Linked DNA regions of Mus musculus: region 2 is linked to region 1. Evidence: chromatin contacts called from public promoter capture Hi-C data. All regions are on one chromosome and are shown on one strand. Each heading gives the region's core, a stretch centred on a gene start, on an enhancer-like site or on the middle of the called end of the contact. The rest is flanking DNA. Distances are from core to core; before and after follow the strand shown. Region 1 holds the start of Acot9 (acyl-CoA thioesterase 9). Region 2 holds the start of Mbtps2 (membrane-bound transcription factor peptidase, site 2).

Region 1 (4,611 bases), core at 1,313-3,812:
TATACATATATATATATACTTTATATGCATAGCAAGCATTTCTACCCAAACATCTCTCCAATTTTTCATATATATATGCATATATATATATATATATGTATATATATATATATACACATACACACACATTATATAGGGATTGCTGCTCCTATTCAGGTTCTAGAGGACTCACAAGAAAGGAACACAAAATTACAGAGTACTTTAAGGACGGACTTCCAAACTGGGGGAGAGAGGAGCTCAAGGATTAAAACTGTTTATTAAAAAAAAAAACTCCTTTGAGATTTTATTATTATGTGTCTCAGTGTTCTGCCTCCATGCATGTCTGTGCCTGTAAAGGTCCAAAGAGGGAGTCAGAACTCCTATAACTGGAGTACTCAAACCTGGGTACTCTAGAAGAGCAGCCACTACCCTTAGCCACAAAGCCAACTCTCCAGTCCAGTTAAGACTACTTCTTACTCTAGTAGAGGGCTTGGGTTTGGTTTCTAGCACTCACATGGTTGCTCATAAACCTGATACTTCAGTTCCAGAGGAGGTGATGCCCTCTTCTGGCCCCCACTGGCACCAGCCATGCTGATGGAACACATACATACATACATACATACATACATACATACATACAGGCAAAACACTAACACATATAAAAATAAACATTTTCAACACTTTTTAAAAGGTCTTATCGAAGAAGACACACAGGCAAAGTTACAAAAGTGTTGAACCCTTTCGTATTATGTTGAAAGGTAACCATGCCGTCTTTTAATGACTTTCAACCTGTCTTCAAATAGTGTAATAAGGCTTGGGTGCTGGTGGGTAGGGAGATAACACACCTTGTTCAACTGACAGCAAGGGTCCTAGAAAAAGTAAAGGCAGACCAAGGACAGAATTAGTGAGACCCATGTCAAAGTCAGGCTCACCAATAGTGGGATGGCTTCTGAATCCAAAGCAAGTGCCATTCTCTTGGAACCAGGCAAGCTGGAAAAAACAAAACAAAACAAAACAAAACAAAAACAAAAAAAACAACAACAAAAAAAAACCTTGCATACTGTGGGACAGCCAGACATGACTGGCAGCCTAAAGACCATGCTCCTTAACTGTGCCAGTTGGAAATTAGATCTACCAAAATGGCCTATGTGGTCCAAGGGTGCACTTTCATTACAAGGCCTTGCTGCTTATCAAAGGCATGTTCTAAACTGGGCACGAGAAAATACATCTGTAAATCCCAGCACTAGAAAAGTTGAAACCTGACAGACTTGACATGGGTCCGAGGCCTGCTAGTATTACCTGGTTTCTTGGCTAGAGATCTCAAAGCAATAAATAAATATACAGATAAGAGCTGGAAGTGGTGGCTCAAGCTCTTCAGGCCAGCACTGGAGAAGCATAGGACGGTAGATATATGGTGAGTTCGAGGCCAGTCTGGTTGATGATATAGATAAAGAAAGAGATAGATATCGATATATATAGATAGCCAACTTTAGGCCAGCCAAGGTTACACAGTAAATTCTATCTCAAAAACAAACAGGATGTTGATATGTGTTTAATCCCAGCACTGGGGAGGCAGAGGCAGGCAGATCTCTGATTTTGAGATGAGTTGGGTCTACATACAGTGAATTCCAGGAGAGCCAAAGATTCACAGAGAAACCCTGTCTCAGAAAAAAAAAAAAAAGAGTAAATTAACAAACAAGGGGTTGGAGAGTTGGCTCAGTGGTTAAGAGCACTTGTTGCAAAAAGACCTGATTCCCAGCACCCAGATGGAGGCTCACCACCTTCTCAAGCACCAGGCAGGCATGTGGGACACAGACACACATGCAAGAGAAATGTTCATACATAAAATAATAAAAAATAGATCTAAATAAAATTAAACCAAACAGATGAATCAGCTTAAGAGAGCCAAATGGTCTCTACAGTCTTTACAAGTATGATAACATACTTAAGACAGATTCCAAGTGTGTCATGCACTTAACCCCCAAAATGTTTTTTTTTTTTTTAAGAGAAAAGTGCTCGCAAGGCAAGGCAGAACTGAAAGTACTGGCTTTTGAAAAAAGGGGCTACACCAAGATTCCAGCCACACCCCTGGTGAGCAAAAGGATAGGAATTTCAAGGGAACACCCAACGTCTTCCCTTTTAAAAGTGTCAGCTGTCGCTAAAGTAGGGTGGTGGCATTTTTCCAGGGTAGGCCGGAGGACGGGGTCTGGCACTGGGTGCCTTTTCCTCCCAAGCCAAATATCCACCACCCCCATCCCACCCGCGGCTTCTTCCGCCCCGCTAGGCTCCGAGCCTCAAAGGGGAAGGCGTGGGCACTCCGGGGCAGCGCCCTTCCACGCCCTGCCACCTACCGTATCGCTGCCCGCTTCATGGCACTCCACTGCCTACCCACGGGTGGACAACCAAGGTCCTCCCGGGTAGAGACAAACCGGTAGCAGAAGAGCGTGAGCGTGAGGACACCTCCAAACACCGGCAACCGCGCCGGACTGAATCTTGGTTCCCACCTTCTAGGTGACGCCACAAGAGGGCCCGGGATAGGGAGGGCCTCACTGCAGGAAGGGCGGGGCTGCGCTGCCCGGGGTAGGGCTGTGCCGCCAGGGGGCGGGACTTCTGCGTAGAGAATGGCGGGTCCTGCTATTTGATTGGTCTGCAGCTGGAGACTGGAGACCGAGACAATGGAATTTCCCACTCAATCAGCTAGGTGGGGTCGGAGACTTATTTATAAGCAGGGCTCTTCCCTCCATTGTTAAGTAAATGAACCACTCAGCAAAGCACCTCGTTCCTCCACCTTGGTAGAACTCTTTTATTTTTGACACTTGAACCTTTACTCCCAGTCTGTAGTTCTTGCCCTTGGCATCATATGAGCAGCTTTTCAAAATATGGGTACCCTGCTTATTTTCCCAGAAGTAGGAAGACTGAGGCAAGAGAATTGCTACCACTTAGAGGCCAACCAGGGCTGAAGTGAGGTTTAGGCCGTAAGAAATAGTGTCCCTGTTTTTATTTGACGTTTTGGTTTTTAAAAAGATGAAGCTTAGTAAGAAAAATTAAGTTGAAGAGAATTTCAAGGGAGGCCCATTCTTGTTATCCAAGCAACCCAGGAAGCTGAGTCTGGGAGATCACAAATTCAAGACCTGCCTGATTACAAAGTTCTAGGCCAACCTGTGCAGTTTACTGCGCTCCAATCTCAAAATGAAAGGTTAAAAAAAAAAAGGATTGAGGGATAGAGCTAAGTGGCAGAGTGTGTATGCCTAGCATGCCAGAGTCCCTGGGTTCAAGTCCCAATTCCAAAAAAGGAGAAAAAGGACAGAAGAAAGGAAGTTTTCAGAATTAGGCATGATGGCACATTCCTAGACTCATCAATTATGAGAAGGTCTAATTTACCTCCGAGGAATTCCCTCACTCAGACACATGGCCAGGTGCTGAGTCACAATCTACTAATTATACAAGTTTACTTAAGTGACCCTTCATGAGACTCCAAAGCATTTTCTTAGAAAATAAGTCCTGAGCAATGAACCCCATAGACTCCACTGAAGATAATATCTAAAGTGAGAAATGTCTCACTACTTAGCTAATATTAGTTCTAAAGTCAGGAAAGCCCTATTAAAATCAGCCACCTAGCATTCATGTGTGTCTCTAGCTTAGTCCTTTAACCAGGCTAGAAAGATTAGTTAGCACACTTGTTCTTGCAGGGGAGCAGGGTTCCGTTCCCAGTACCCATGTGCCAGCTCCAACCACTTTCAGGAGGATCAGTTGGCCTCCTCTGGCCTCTGCAGGTACCAGGCCATACACATAGTATACATACATACATACATGCAAGCAAGCAAAGACTAATACACATAAAAATAAATGTGTTGTATTATTCTTTTAATGTCTTAGCAACCCCTATGTCTCATCGTTGTTCTTGTTGCCATTGTAAGACATTTAAGATGTATCACCGTTTGGAAAGCATGGATAGAAGGCAAAGTAAGTCACAAAGCCAGATAGAAAACATGTAACTGTGGAGAAAACATGCAACAATTATGCCATGATGAAATTCACTGTCCTTACACAAGTGATCTGCCAACTCACCATTTTCTTACTTGTGTTCCACATATAATGAAAAATGTAAAATGCCTAATGATAGATTAACGAATGCATTTTCACTGTCTTCACTACAAGTAGAACATTGAACTAGCTAAATGTTATACTATGTTACAGTTCACCCATGAAGTATGAATGAAAAGTATTAATAAACATAATCCCTTCTGCTAATAGAGATTCTGGATATCTGATTTAAATAAAGAATTTTCCTGGGAGTTTATGTCATCGGCTTTCAAGCTAATTTATGCTATGGTTTCATAGACTAGAGAAACTGTGTTTCTAAAATTGGCTCATTTCCTGTATTATATAGCTAACTCAAAAGTATCTAAATAAGCCGGATGTGATGGCACATTCCTGAAATACAAGGTTCCTGGAGACTGAGGCAAGAGATTCAGTCATTCTGAAGCTACCCTGGGCTTTGTAATGAATTCAAAGCCAGCCTCCACAAAACAGTAAGACTCTTTCTCAAAATAAACTAAAGGGGCGGGGCATGTTTCTGAGATGTTAGCACAGTGGTAGTATTCGCCCAACATGTGTAACATCCTGTGTTTG
Region 2 (4,891 bases), core at 1,039-3,538, 2.3 Mb before region 1:
ATGTAAACATTTATAGCATATTCACCTACATTAAAAAAATCCAAGTCATTTATAAAAACACATAAACACATGTATACAAACAGAGGTAAAACAGAGTCACTTCTGAAGCCAGAGACATATTACCAAGTAATTAAAACGTAAGGAAAACTCTGTGCCCTGCGCCTGTCACTGAACGGACGATGTGCCCCCCCCTTTTTTTTCTAACTCCAGTGCTTGCTCAACAGCTTTGGCATAGAATACAATACCCCATTATGCCACAAGATCAAGGTGTTTACAGATTAGTAGTTCCATTTGAGTGAACCAAGTAAAAAGTCAGGCTATATAACCAAAAAAGAGAAATTGTTAGCAGGACTATACGTAAATAAGGCCTCCAAGTTCACCTATTCTTGAGAATCAAGGATAAGTTTCCAACTAGCTTCACTGTAGACAACGCCTATGGCTTGTATACTAGAACAATTTTCTACGTTGCTTTACAGAAACTTGAAGGCGACTTTAGCTACAAAACCAAAACCACTCTTTTTCAAGAGCCTATGGATAGCTAATAGATTATGTGAATCCCGGCTTCATGGTACAGGTGTACACCTGTAATCAATCCTAGCACTCAGGAATTGGAGAAAAGAGGACAAGTTTCCTCTGCTATGTAGAGCTTTAAGTCCAGTCTGGGTTACAGACTTTGTTTTTAAAAAGAGAGAATGCCGTATGGCTAGAGGGTGTAGCTCAGAGTATCAAAGTCCTGGGTCCTTAGGTGGATCTGTACTTGGGGACACAGAGATGGGACTGCGTTTAAAATGATACAGCCTTGGGTCTGTTTCACAGAGCTTCTCATTTAATTGGTCCAGGCTCCAGAAACCAGGGGGACTTTAAAGGCCCCTGGTGAAGGTACTGTGCAACCAAGGCTGAGAACTACACTTTAGTTCACTAGACAGATGGTCAGTGCTCCAATTTTTAAAAGTTTCATCTAACCTATTTTATAGGCCAGTAGATCAACGGAAAACCTGCAAGGGCTGTTTCTCTCATCATGTTGTCCCCCTGGGACTGACTCAGGTAGTCAGGTTAGGCAGCAAGTGCCTTTACGTGTTGAGCCATTTTTCCAGGTCTAGAACTCCAATATGTAGCAATAGCCCAAACCTCAAGTCTTTTTTTTTTTTTTTTTTTTTTTTTTCCGAGACAGGGTTTCTCGGTATAGATCTGGCTGTCCTGGAACTCACTTTGTAGACCAGGCTGGCCTCGAACTCAGAAATCTGCCTGCCACTGCCTCCCGAGTGCTGGAATTAAAGGCGTGCGCCACTACGCCCGGCTCCTCAAGTCTTAGATGAAAGTTTTTGTTTTTTTTTTTTAATCAACAGCCAGGTATTTTTGATGCACAACTCTTAAGTGCAGGTTAACTCTGAGAGTTCAAGGCCAGCCTACTCTGTATAGTGAATGCCAGGCTTGGATTGCATAGTGAGACCCTGTCTTAAAATAAAGACCAGTTATATAGACAAATCTTACAAAACAAAATGTCGCGCGAAATAATCCAGATTTTAACAGTGTGGTTCTATTTACGCAGAATTCAACATTAAAAATAAATAAATTAATTAATAAATCAGAACGGGGCAGGGGACAGAAATACGTAGGAAGGGAAACTAGAAAGAAATTCTCTGGATAGAAATGCTACGTATGGGGCTGGTGAGATGGCTCAGCGATTAAGAGCACCAATTACTCTTCTGAAGGTCCTGAGTTCAAATCCCAGCAACTGCATGGTGGCTCACAACCATCTGTAATGAGATCTGACTCCCTCCTCCAGAGTGTCTGAAGACAGCTGTAGTGTTCTCACATATAATAAATAAATAAATCTTTAAAAAAAATAGAAAGAAAAGAAATGCTACGTATTTCGATTAAGATATAGACAGATATTTAGTTTTCAAAACACCGAAATGAACAAATGAGGCCTCCATTACGATATTGCCGTGCATAAAGACGTTAGAACGAGACGTGATTAATTTAAATGTGGGTATGTACTTCTGACAATCCCAAACTCCGGCTATATGAAAAGCACAACAAACCGGAGATGGAAATCAGTGAGAAGGAAGGGCAGAGCGCAGAGAGGGTCAAGCCTCATGAGTCACAAGCACGCTGCCGGACGGACGACCCGAGCTTCGAGCATTCCGGAGCCCGAGCGTCCCAGGAAAAGAAGCCCGCGCGCTTTTTCCGGCATATGCACCAAAAAAAAAAAAAAAACAAAACAAAACAAAAAAAAAAAAAAAAAAAAAAAAACGGCTGAGTGTCCTCACCGGAAGGGTCCGGAGGGAAATGTTGCCACCGGAGCAAAGAACCCGGTAGCACTTTAGTTCCTGCGCGGATGCTGGAGCTGGAAGGCTCCGGGCGGGCGCACGGCTGACTGGGGCTCGCAGAAGCAGGCCGCCGGGGCCCGCCGTCCATCCGTCGCTACGATGATTCCGGTGTCGCTGCTGGTGGTGGTGGTGGGTGGTTGGACTGCCGTCTACCTGGCCGACTTGGTGTTGAAGGTGAGGGCCTCAGGCCTCAGGCCCCAGCCGGCGGAGTCCAGGGCTGGTGCGCATGGTCCTGTGTCGCCCAAGGCCTTTTCTCTTCCCCTTCGGAGTCTCCGCGCCGGGCCGGGAGCCGCTCCGAGCGCCCGCCGCGTCTGCGTGCGCTCTCCCGCGTGGCGCATCCGTCCGACCGAGTAAAGAAAGTAGGGCAGGCAGGCTGCGGGAGGGGAGGGGTGTGGCGGCCACCGCATTGCGGGCGCCGCCGGGTCCCTGCGGCTTTTGGGCTCCTTCCCGGGAGGAGTCTGGCGGGCTTGGGAGGCACGGCTCGAAGGAGGAAAAGAAACGAAAACTTCCGCTTAAGAAAATGCTTTGTGGTTCTTCTTTGTGCTAAGGTTAGGACCCGTGAGACGCTGCTAGTGTTGTGATAAACCGAAATCAGATTGTGACTTAAATCACTGGCGTCAAACTCGAAAGTACACAGGAGCATCGGTGGTTCTAGTTTAAATTTAGATTCTGATTTCGTCAGATCTGGGAGGAAAGCTAAGATTGTGTATTTCCAGCCAGTTTCTCTGGCCCACGGACGGACAGTGCTGACCCACAGGCGGTGCTTTAAAGTAGCAAGAATTTACATAGCCACATTTTCTGTTATTCAAATTCTATTTACACCCTACACTCCCTTTTTCACAGTGACCACACACACTCTGAGCACACAGTGCTTTTTTTTTTTTTGAGTGTTGTGGGTGCTGGAATCGTAAGAAGAAATTTCAAGAGTTTGTCTGAGCACGTGTTTCAGACATCCTTGGAATGGAGTGGGGGTGGGGAATACGAGCTTAGAAATTCCCAAGGGTTTGGAAATCACAATCATAAATAGTAAAACCTTCATGTTTGTGTTCTTTTAAACAAAATAACCTCGTGACACTTCGTCTTAGGAAACAATAAAATCAAATGGCACCTGTGCTTCTTTGTCATATTTAAACGTTGGTATGCCAGGCTATGAAGAGCGAGCTTAAGAGAGCTAGGCTCTGCCACTTTCTAACCTCTGTGACCTTAGGCAGATCGTTACTTGTGCCTCCATTTCTTGTCTTTAAATTGGGAAAGCAACTGAAAGGATCACCTGAACTTATGGAGAGGATTATATTATGCGTCCAGATAATATACTGTATCGGAGGTCCAAGGACCAACAACACTTGGATGATCTGGGCCCTTGTTAGAATGGCAGACTCTCAGGTGTCACCTCTGCCCTGTAAAATCACAGTCTGAAGCTTAACAAGGTTCCCCTGATCATTTCTCTGCACATTTGCTTGAGAATCACTAGTGCAGTGGACTTGGTTTTAGTGCTTAGCAGCACAGGCCACAGTGATTTGGTGATGGGGCTCAAGAGAAAAAGCGCATGATTTCTTCATGTTTCATATGTTAAAAAAAGAATCCCAGATAAATAGAACTCATCAAACTCATACAGTCGGTCGCAGGTCAAGTGAGTGAGGAGGATGTGGTTTTAATTTCTGGGGCATCCCCTGTGTTCATAAAAGCACCAGCTCCTGAGGCGTGGTACTGATTCGGTATCTGCCTAGGAATGGGAAGCAGCCTTGCCTGAACAAATGGATATGGCTGTTTTGTCTGCTTCTCTGTACATGTACACTGCATGCATTCAGTGCCCTCAGGGGTCAGAAGAAGTATTCCCTGGCACTGGAGTTACAAATGCTTCCTTAGCCACCATGTGAGTGCTGGGATTTGAACCTGGTCCTCTGAAAGAAAAGCCACTGTTTTTACTGGCTGAGCCTTCTTGCCAGTGCCTGAGAGCTTGGCTTTTCTGAACTTTTCCCTTCTCTTGATCCTGCTGTCTTACCCTTGGTTTTTGTAGCCCAGTAAACCTCTGCTGCACAGGTGTGCCAGTCGTCTTTTCAAGTCATAGAAAACAGGCAGGCTTAAAAAAATGCCATCAGAAGACAGTAGAGACAATTACAGATACTGGCATTCAAACTGTGGCCATTTCTTTATGATGGTAAAAGACCTGAAATAGCCTTTTAGGACGAATGCGCTTTTCCATACAGATGGCCAGCAGTTAGGACAGTATTTCAGTGCTTTCTGTAACTCCCTTGTTATTTATAGATCTACTTTAGCCAAGGACTTCAATTGATAAGAACTTTGTGATTGTTTATAAGTAGCCATCACCGTAACCCTTGGGGAAATTTAAGAGCTTCTACTGAGACCTAGAGGACATTGGGTAAATTTTCTCGTTTTGTCTGGTTTAACTTGAGGCTTGCTTAGATGAAAATAGAAAATATTGATTGAAAGTAAGCTACCTCTTCTGTTGAATTCTCTCAGAGTCTAAAAAATTATCTCAAAAGACCTGTTTCCTGTCTGTGGCAATGAAATAAGCGGGGCCGTCCACTGTGGTGGTT

What was found. Promoter capture Hi-C pulls out the DNA fragments that hold promoters and counts their contacts.
Region 2: a promoter capture Hi-C map of the HPC-7 cell line shows a contact between it and region 1. The contact joins the promoter of Mbtps2 here to the promoter of Acot9 in region 1. A contact is called at or near these places in 5 of 39 promoter capture datasets (the 3T3-L1 cell line, the C10 cell line, the HPC-7 cell line and 2 more) and 2 of 115 datasets of contacts at active chromatin or transcription factors (epiblast stem cells and extraembryonic endoderm stem cells).

What each region holds. Positions count from the first base shown.
Region 1 is chrX:155,260,394-155,265,004 of GRCm38.p6, reverse strand. It overlaps Acot9 (acyl-CoA thioesterase 9), which reads right to left and starts at 2,562. Exons shown (of 15, transcript NM_019736.4): 1 at 2,331-2,562. The coding sequence starts at 2,350.
Region 2 is chrX:157,596,112-157,601,002 of GRCm38.p6, reverse strand. Mbtps2 (membrane-bound transcription factor peptidase, site 2) reads left to right here and starts at 2,288. Exons shown (of 11, transcript NM_172307.3): 1 at 2,288-2,507. The coding sequence starts at 2,433.